Regions from separate parts of the Sus scrofa genome. Here all the other regions are linked to region 2. Evidence: chromatin contacts called from public HiChIP or PLAC-seq data. All regions are on one chromosome and are shown on one strand. Each heading gives the region's core, a stretch centred on a gene start, on an enhancer-like site or on the middle of the called end of the contact. The rest is flanking DNA. Distances are from core to core; before and after follow the strand shown.

What was found. HiChIP or PLAC-seq counts read pairs in DNA pulled down with a chosen protein or histone mark.
Region 1: a contact with region 2 is called in an H3K27ac HiChIP or PLAC-seq map of alveolar macrophages. The contact joins two enhancer-like sites. A contact is called at or near these places in 9 of 47 Hi-C or Micro-C datasets (embryonic fibroblasts, fetal heart ventricle, fetal skeletal muscle and 6 more) and 1 of 2 datasets of contacts at active chromatin or transcription factors (alveolar macrophages).
Region 3: an H3K27ac HiChIP or PLAC-seq map of alveolar macrophages shows a contact between it and region 2. The contact joins two enhancer-like sites. A contact is called at or near these places in 2 of 47 Hi-C or Micro-C datasets (embryonic fibroblasts and mesenteric adipose tissue) and 1 of 2 datasets of contacts at active chromatin or transcription factors (alveolar macrophages).

What each region holds. Positions count from the first base shown.
Region 1 is chr14:100,864,958-100,867,805 of Sscrofa11.1, forward strand. No RefSeq gene overlaps it. Among named protein-coding and RNA genes, the nearest start is that of ACTA2, 20 kb to the right of the region's middle. Within about 2 kb of position 1,309, at least 16 of the 83 cell types and tissues checked have an H3K27ac peak or open chromatin away from gene starts, as enhancers often do. A contact at or near this core is called in alveolar macrophages, where this site is marked.
Region 2 is chr14:101,137,697-101,140,607 of Sscrofa11.1, forward strand. The region is part of intron 7 of LIPA (lipase A, lysosomal acid type); the gene reads right to left. Among named protein-coding and RNA genes, the nearest start is that of CH25H, 11 kb to the left of the region's middle. Within about 2 kb of position 1,600, at least 31 of the 83 cell types and tissues checked have an H3K27ac peak or open chromatin away from gene starts, as enhancers often do. A contact at or near this core is called in alveolar macrophages, where this site is marked.
Region 3 is chr14:100,760,253-100,763,064 of Sscrofa11.1, forward strand. The region is part of intron 1 of ANKRD22 (ankyrin repeat domain-containing protein 22); the gene reads right to left. Among named protein-coding and RNA genes, the nearest start is that of ANKRD22, 11 kb to the right of the region's middle. Within about 2 kb of position 1,254, at least 1 of the 83 cell types and tissues checked has an H3K27ac peak or open chromatin away from gene starts, as enhancers often do. A contact at or near this core is called in alveolar macrophages, where this site is marked.

The DNA.
Region 1 (2,848 bases), core at 59-2,558, 270 kb before region 2:
CCCTCACCCCCCCCCCCATTTTTTTCCCAGTTAACTGTGACTCTTTAGGCCTCTTTTTTTTTTTTTTTTTTTGTCTTTTTTTGCTGTTTCTTGGGCCGCTCCCACGGCATATGGAGGTTCCCAGGCTAAGGGTCAAATTGGAGCCATAGCCACCAGCCTACACCAGAGCCACAGCAATGCGGAATCCGAGCCTCGACTGCAACCTACATCACAGCCCAAAGTAACGCCGGATCCTGAGCAAGGCCAGGGATCAAACCCGCAACCTCATGGTTCCTATTCGGATTCGTTAACCACTGAGCCACAATGGGAACTCCTTTAAGGCTCTTCTTAAACTCCACCTTCTCAAGGAAGCCTCCCCAAGGTCATAAGAGCTTATAACCCATGTATTTCCACTTTCGTAATCCTCTTAGTGTACTCTACCTATTTGTTTAATGTCCATTTCCTCATAGACAGTAAGTTTGATCCAGCCAGAACCTTGTTCTTTGTAAATCTGGAAAGTGCCTTTCAAATGTTTTCTAAATTGGCTTGGCTCACCCAGGAACAAATATTACTTAAACATCTGGTTTTTACACTCTGATACAGAAGAACTACATCCCTAGCAATCCCATTCCCTCCGTCTCTCTCTCTCTCTTTTTCTCGCTCTCTCTCTCTCTCTCCTGGCTTTTTGTATAAGCTTAGTTGCTGCAGTGGCTTGTGGTCACTCTGTGAGTATGCTGGCCCAGACAACGCCCCCATCCCTCACAGGAAATGCAAATTCTTCTCCAGGCTGTTCTTTGAAATCCTGCTAAAAATACCCAAGCTTAGCATGAATGCACAAATGAGATCAGAAAGACAACAGAGAATTATTCATTTATTTAAAAAGTCATGCTTCCTCCTGTGCAAAGGCTGCATGATGTGGATCAATGTTATTAAAATCCCATGTCATCCTCAGGGGCTGCAAAAGCCCGTGGTGGGAAAATTGGCTGTCATAGAAGAAGGCTCTTAGTGTTTGGTTTGCTATCGTTAAGGCGAGAAGAGGACTGAGGAAGCAGCCAAACCTGTCTGCTGTGGGTTTTTTCTCCTCGGGAGATTCATATGAGCCTGGATAATGGGACTCTGCCACCAAGTCCAGCCCTTCAAGTCATGCGAATCTTGTGAGATCAAGGCCAGGAGTTACTGATCTACGCTGGAGGAAGTGCTTAGGCCCTGTGGCTGAGTGCTCACAAAGAACATTTCAATCATGCATGTTCAGTGGATGGTTCTGGTTTCCCTGATTTTTGCCTCTGGCCCTGCCAGTTTCCAGATTGAGAAACTGGTCTAAAAGCCCTTTCCTTTAGCGGAGAGCTCGCGCCCTCTGGTGGTGAATATGAAGTACAGCCAACTTGGTTCACTTGTCCTAAACCTTGCAATGACTCTGGGAATGCTTGGTGAGTTTTGCCTAAATTTTCAAAGTGATCCATTCCCAAGTGTCTAATCCTTAAATTTCAGTCCAGGAGGTATTGAGTGCCTTGCCTGGTAAGCAAAAATTCACAACTGGAGCATTTCAATCATAGCATGTTACAGAGATTCTTAAATTTTGATGTGCCAGACAATTACCAGAATTCCCTCCTGACTCAGCAGCTTAAGGTTCTGGTGTTGTCATGGCTGTGGCTCTGATTACAGCTGTGGCGCGGGGTCAGTCCTTGACCCAGGAACTTCTGCATGCCATGGAAGTGACCAAAAAAAAATCACCAGAGAAATCTGATTAAAGCTCAGGTTTGCAGCCACATCAACAGATGTTGTAGCTCAGCAGCCCTTGGGTTTTTCAGAAATCTGCCTATTTAAAGTGAGCCCCCAAAGAGGTTGATCTGTGTGGACTATTCTTTGAGAAATGCTGGCTTAAAAGCTAAAAGTATGGATTTGCAGCTCAAGTCTCACCTCTGTCAGTGGAATGACATTGGGTATATTCCTTAACCTGGGTAGCCTCAGTTGCTCCAACTGTGAGGAAAAAAAAAAGAGAGAGAGAGAGAGAGTGAGAACATCCACTCCATAGGGCTGTTGTGGGATGAAATGAGATCCTAATAGAAAGGGCTTGGCAGGATCTGGTCATGACAGGTGCCCAGCACATGACAGCTCATATTATTTGCAATAATCATCCTAATTACCTCAAGCTACAGGGCAGAGAAGACCAGGGGAGCTTGGGTTTTCTGGACCAAATAGCCATTAAATCTTGGGCCCTGAGGTCTCTGCAGTGAGATGTCGACGTGAATGGAGATCCTCTCACTCCCAAGGACAATCGGTGGTTGATTACCCCATCCAGATGTTTGTACCCAGGAGAACAAGTGGTACCCAGCCTGGGAGCTGCTGAGGACACTCAACAGTCTGGACAGAACACTGCCTTGAGACTAAGGACAGGAGTCTCTGTCTCTGTTTAGGGACAGAGAGGAGTTTTTATATGTATTTGTATCTCCTACAAGCCACATGGGTAAAAGAGAAACAAAGGGTGGCAGCTCTCCTGTATGATGGTATTAAGGGAACAACTCCCATTTATCTATAAAATGGACAGGATAATATTTTCCACATGTATTTCTGATGAACAAATGAGTGAGGATACCTGTAAATACATGATGATTGACACCAGTGGTCCTTGGGAAGTATTGTTATTTTTCCCGTCCCTCCTGTTGTGAATGTATTTGTAGTATTGTTTTCAGAGACAAATATTGATCAAAAGGGAAACATGATCTAGATGTGTAGTGAGATTTTAGAGCAGTATTTCTTTCTGTTTTTGTCCTCTGGTAAACCTGAAAGTCATACCACCTTTTAATATATATTTATTAAGTTTAATACATAAGTTAAAAGTTATGTGTTAATATATTACAAAATATGATAT
Region 2 (2,911 bases), core at 350-2,849:
GGTAGACATATGGGTGATGTGTTTTCTTCTTTGTACTCACATATTTTTAAAAATTTCATAATGACCATATATTATATGTATAATAAAAACTAGGCTAACTAGGCTTTTTATAGCCTTTTTTCTTTTTTTTTTTTTGGCCGCACCTACAGCATATGGAAGTTCCTGGGCCAGGAACCGAATCCGAGCCATGGCTGTGACCTACACCATAGCAACAGCAACCCTGGATTCTTAACCCACTGAACCAGACCAGGTATTGAACCTGAGCTGCCACAGAGACAACACTGGATCCATAACCTGATGTGCAACAGCGGGAACTTCTACAGTGTTTTAAAGAGCCTACCTAAAGTATATTTTGGATTTTGTAGGTTTTGAACAATAGAGAACGAACATCAGACCATATGAGGTACTTATTAAAAATGCAGATCCCAAGGATTCCCTGCTGGCACAGTGGGTCTAATATCCAGAGTTGTCACTGCTGTGGCCTGGGTTTGATCCCTAGCATAGAAACTTCTGTACGCTGCAAGTGTAGCCAAAAAAAAAAAAAAAAAAGGCAGGAGCTCCTGTTGTGGCTCAGCAAACATGAATCTGACTAGCATCCATGAGGAGTTCAATCCCTGGCCTTGCTCAGTGGGTTAAGGATCCAGTGTTGCTGGTGGTGTAGGTAGCTGATGTAGCTCAGATCTGGCATTGCTGTGGTTGTGGTGTAGACTGGCAGCTACAGCTCCAATTAGACCCCTAGCCTGGGAACCTCCATATGCCACAGGTGTGGCCCTAAAATAAAATAAATTAAAATAAAATAAAAGCAGATCCCAGGGACATACCCCTGGGAATTCTGATTCTCAACAAGTCTTGGGTAGACCCAAGAATCTACATTTTTTATAGCACCTTCAGTAATTCTGAGCATCACTGTAAAGATAAGGACCAGCCTTCTTCAAATAGGACCAAGTACCTGGGCTTTGGGGCACAGCTGGCAAGAGGGCTAGAGATTCTTCAGGGTCTCTGAAATGTGTGAGGTTTATAAAGAGAATAAGAAGATTTGTAAACTAAATTAAAAAAAACCCAGTGAAGAACTAGGTATTAGAACTGTTGAGAACTGAATGCTATTTACTTAAGCAAAATATCCACTTCAAAGTATACTATAATATACTATAAGTAAAATGGCCTTTAAAGGCACCCCCAAACTCTACCCCTTCCCAACTTCAAACTGAGTTAGTTATAGTGCTCAAGCCTGCCAGCACCCAGGCCCCACAGGCCTTCAGCAGAAACTTCTCCCAACAGGTAGCCGGCTGCTCACCAGCCTGTCCTGGGTAGACAAAGAGAGGCAGTCCTTGGCCAACAGCCCAGAGGGCACAGGCCAGGAAGATCCTATGACACAGTTGCACAAAGCAACTTTTTTTTTTTTTTTTACAAAGGGATGACCTAGGGAGCAGAAGAGCAAAGGGCACGGCTGCCTTCTGCAGTGTATCTGGGTTCAGAAGCATTTGTGAGGCACATTCCAATGTCTTAGGACTTAAAACCACAAAGGTCACCCCAGGGCCTGAGAGCAGCGGTCTGAACTGCAGCCAGCAGGCTTTGATCCCAGCTAGCTGCTTGAGTAAAGGGCTGGCACAAGAGCAGAAGCCTGGACTGCGGCCAGCCCAAGAGCTCCAGGACAAACCAGCACCCAGTGGAGGCCCACTGCAGGAAAGGCTGAGGGAATGCCATGCATGCTGTGACAGCCTTGGCCATCACATTCCCAAGGGCCTGTGAAAGGTCAGGGCTAGTGGTCACCTGTACTGTGCTGGGGTGTGGGGTGCCACATGTAGGCAGCCAGTGTCTGCCCTCAGTTTGGCTCAGTCATCTTCCACACAGGGGAGCACTGACTGCTTGAGACAGAAACTAGGTCCTTCTGAAAGATGTCCATAAGGTAAGAGGGTAACATTGCTCAAAAAGATAGGGTATTTTGATGGCAGGGTATAGAGAGAAAACAAGCGACTGTTAACAGACATGTGGCCGAGGAGCAAAGCAGGGGCCTGAATGGACACTTGTGAATGCACATTTGAGGGCCTTTGAAGGTTTCAGGACAGTGGCCTCAGGGCCAAGTGTGTGTTCTCCAGCATGTCATGAGCTACCTGCCTTTCAGATGCTCCTCTTCTAGGCAGAACTCTGGCACTGAGCCCCCTGACAGTTAACACTGGGCTTTACAGCCACTATGGGGCTAAAAGCCTCAGGCACAGTCCTGCCTGGTTCCCTAGGGATGAGCCAAGGAGAGGAGAATGAGGGCACTGCCAACCGGCAGGTTCCTGGGACAACTGAGGAGGATACTAAAGCTCCAGCGATGTTCTGGATCAGTGATTCCCAAATCTGTTTGGGCAGAAGAATCTATTGGGCAGAAGCTTTTAAAAATACCAATTCTCTGGAGTTCCCGTTATGGCTCAGTGGTTAACAAATCTGACTAGGAACCATGAGGTTGTGGGTTCAATCCCCGGCCTTGCTCAGTGGGTTAAGGATCCAGCGCTGCTGTGAGCTGTGGTGTAGGTTACAGACGCGGCTCAGATCCCGAGTTGCGTGGCTCTGGCATAGGCCGGTGTCTACAACTCCGATTAGACCCCTAACCTGGGAACCTCCATATGTCGCGGGAGTGGCTCAAGAAATGGCAAAAAGACAAAAATTAAATAAATAAAAATAATAAAAATACCAATTCTCCTCACTCAGTACCAAAAAGAAATGAACTACTTACTGATGCATGGACAACCTGGGTGAATCTCAAAATTATTACGCTGAGTAAGAGAAGTCAGGCAAAAACGCATGTATACTGAATGATTATACTTAAAACTCTGGAAAGTGCAAAATGACCTATAGTGCCAGGAAACAGACAGGAGAGGGTGGAGGAGGGTATTAAAAGTGACCTCTGCGGATGGCAGATATGTCC
Region 3 (2,812 bases), core at 4-2,503, 380 kb before region 2:
TTTCTTTCCTTCCTTCCTTCCTTCCTTCCTTCCTTCCTTCCTTCCTTCCTTCTTTCTTTCTTTCTTTCTTTCTTTCTTTCTTTCTTTCTTTCTTTCTTTCTTTCTTTCTTTCTTTCTTTCTTTCCACCTGCACCCATGGCATATGCAAGCTCCCAGGCTAGGGGTCAAATGCCACAGCTTGTGGCAACTCTGGATGCTTAACCCACTGAGTGAGGCCAGGGATCAAACCCACATCCTCATGGACACTATGTCAGGTTCTTAATCACTGAGCCATGACAAGAATTCCCTCTGTTTTATTTTTTAATGGGTAATTACTTTTCCCCCCTCTGCTCTCCCTCTGAACTCTCTCCTTTTTTCAATACTTCATGTTTAGTATCTCCCATCTGGGCCCTCCCTTACTGCTCCCTCTACAAAACAAAACACTTTTCAGCCTCTCTCTTCACCTGGCTAACTTTTAACTCAATCCTTCATATCATTTAACTTTCATTTTATGGAGTTCCCATCATGGTTCAGTGGTTAATGAACCCCACTAGCATCATGAGGACGTGGGTTCAATCCCTGGCCTCGTTCAGCATTGCAGTGTAGGTCACAGACATGGCCCAGGAACCAACATATGCCACAGGTGCAGCCCTAAAAAGACAAAAAAAAAAAATGTCCTTTTATCTAAGTCTTTTCTGACTCCAATGTTCATTCAAAGCAACTGGCATAGCTCTTTTCATAATTATTTGTAATTGTTAATTTTAAGGTAGTGTGATCAGGAGGGGTTGAGGCCACAGTGAATGAAAGAAGGCTCTGAAGTTCAGGTTATAAATTCTACGTGGCTAGAAGCTACATCGTTCCGTTCACCACCATAGCCCCAGCATTGAACGCAGCATGGGGCACCTGGTAGGCAAATCTTAAATATTTTCAGGTTGATTTTAATTAGATAGTGCGAAAAAAGCACTTAAAGTACTTGGCACATGAATGATTCTCAATTTATGCAAGTTATTATCATTGCTTATTAAGATTAATTGCATTAATTAGCAGTATCTTCCATGAGGTAAAGAAATAGTAGTAGTCAGAGATGGCAGGAGAAACTCGAAAAAGATACGGCCCAAATACAAAGAAGGAAAAGCTTTTTTAAAAAAATTAGAAAATTAAGTTAATCGTGATGTCTAATTTTTAACTAGATATCACATACATGTAATTTGTTGCATGAACTACACAGGCAGCTGGAGTCTATGCTGTTATAATCTCTCAGTCACCACTAGGGGGCAGGGTCATAAAAGTACTGACAAGTCTATCATCAGGGAAAAAACTGTTACATAGATGTAGCTGCAGAGAAAAACCTATTTCACTTTTTTTAATTTGCCGTACACCAGTGATAATTTGCCAGTGATCACTGCTATTCACAGACTCGCACTTGGGAAGTGATGGTCTACTGCGCAGAACTTTAAAATGGGCGGCTATAGAGTTCATTTTTCTGGTGAAAAGTAAAATATCTCCTGGGCTCAGACATCACATGTGAAATCTTTTTAAATGGCCACATCTGTAGCATATGGATATTCCCAGGCCGGGGACTCAATCTGAGCCATAGCTGCAACCCATCCTGCAGCTGCAGCAATGCTGGATCCTTTAATCCACTATGCCACAGTGGGAACTCCCCACCTATAAATTACTCATTTTTCTTTTCCTAAAATTTTAAATTACAATATTAAAAAACTGGAGTTTTCATGTAGTTATCTGGCTTTCCAGCGTCTCTTAAAAAATTGAAAAATTTGACAACATTGAGCTCACAGTTACTCAGAACACCACAGAAATCTCCCACTGTTTGGCTCCTCAAAATCTTTACTGAGAGTTAACTATAAAGAGGAAAAGAAAAGTGGACAGTCTTCCTGCAGGAGTTGCCCAGTCCCCTTTGAGTGCTTTCTCAATCCCATTTGAGCAATTTCACTTAGAGTATTTATCTGATCTTATCTTCCAATCTTTCGTAGACGGCTTCTGTGTTTAGCAATATCTGCTAAAAAAGAAAAAAAAAAGGTTTTAAAGTTTCAGGAAGGAAGATAGAGTTAAGAGAATGAAGTGTAAGAAATGGATTTGATCACTAACAACCATTCAGAGATCAATTTTTATACAGTGTTGGGCAGAAGGCTGAATGCAGGGGCCTGAGAATGTGGTCTGTGAAGACTCAGTGTGATTGGAGAGGAATCTGTGATATGTTTGTTAATGAAAGCTAAGAGGGGGCTAGTGAGTGCCCAGAGGGATGTAGCAAGGTCCAGCCAAATCTCTGCACATTGGTAGGCAAAGTGGCAGCATTTAGAAGAAGAGCTGAAATGTCAGGAACAGAAGAACAGGTGCAAGAAAGGACACAGCCAGAAGAAGCCCCAAGAGGGGCAGCGATAGCTGCCACTGGGTGTCCGTAGGTCTAGACAGTTCCTACACTTCTCTTCTGGGTAAGCAAGGGGCACAGATGTCCAAAAGTTGGGAGACACTAGAATTGGGAGTCCCATGGCATCTAACTCTTAAAACAAATAAATGAGGTGACTTCAATGGACATAAACGTGGGGCGGAGTGGGGGGGGGGAGTGGTTACAAATACAGACACTGGAAGCAAACTTTCTGGGTTCCAGTCTCAACTCCACCAGGTAATAGGTACGTTACTTGGACAACATACTTAAACAATTTGTGCCTGGTTTCTCTCTCCATCTAATTATCATGTCTTCTTTATCAGGTTCCAGAAAGGATTAAGCGTGACTGTATAGATGAAGCTCTTAGTTCAGGTCTGACGCATCATAAACCCTTAATTAATGTAAAGCACTCTTATAATTATTTTT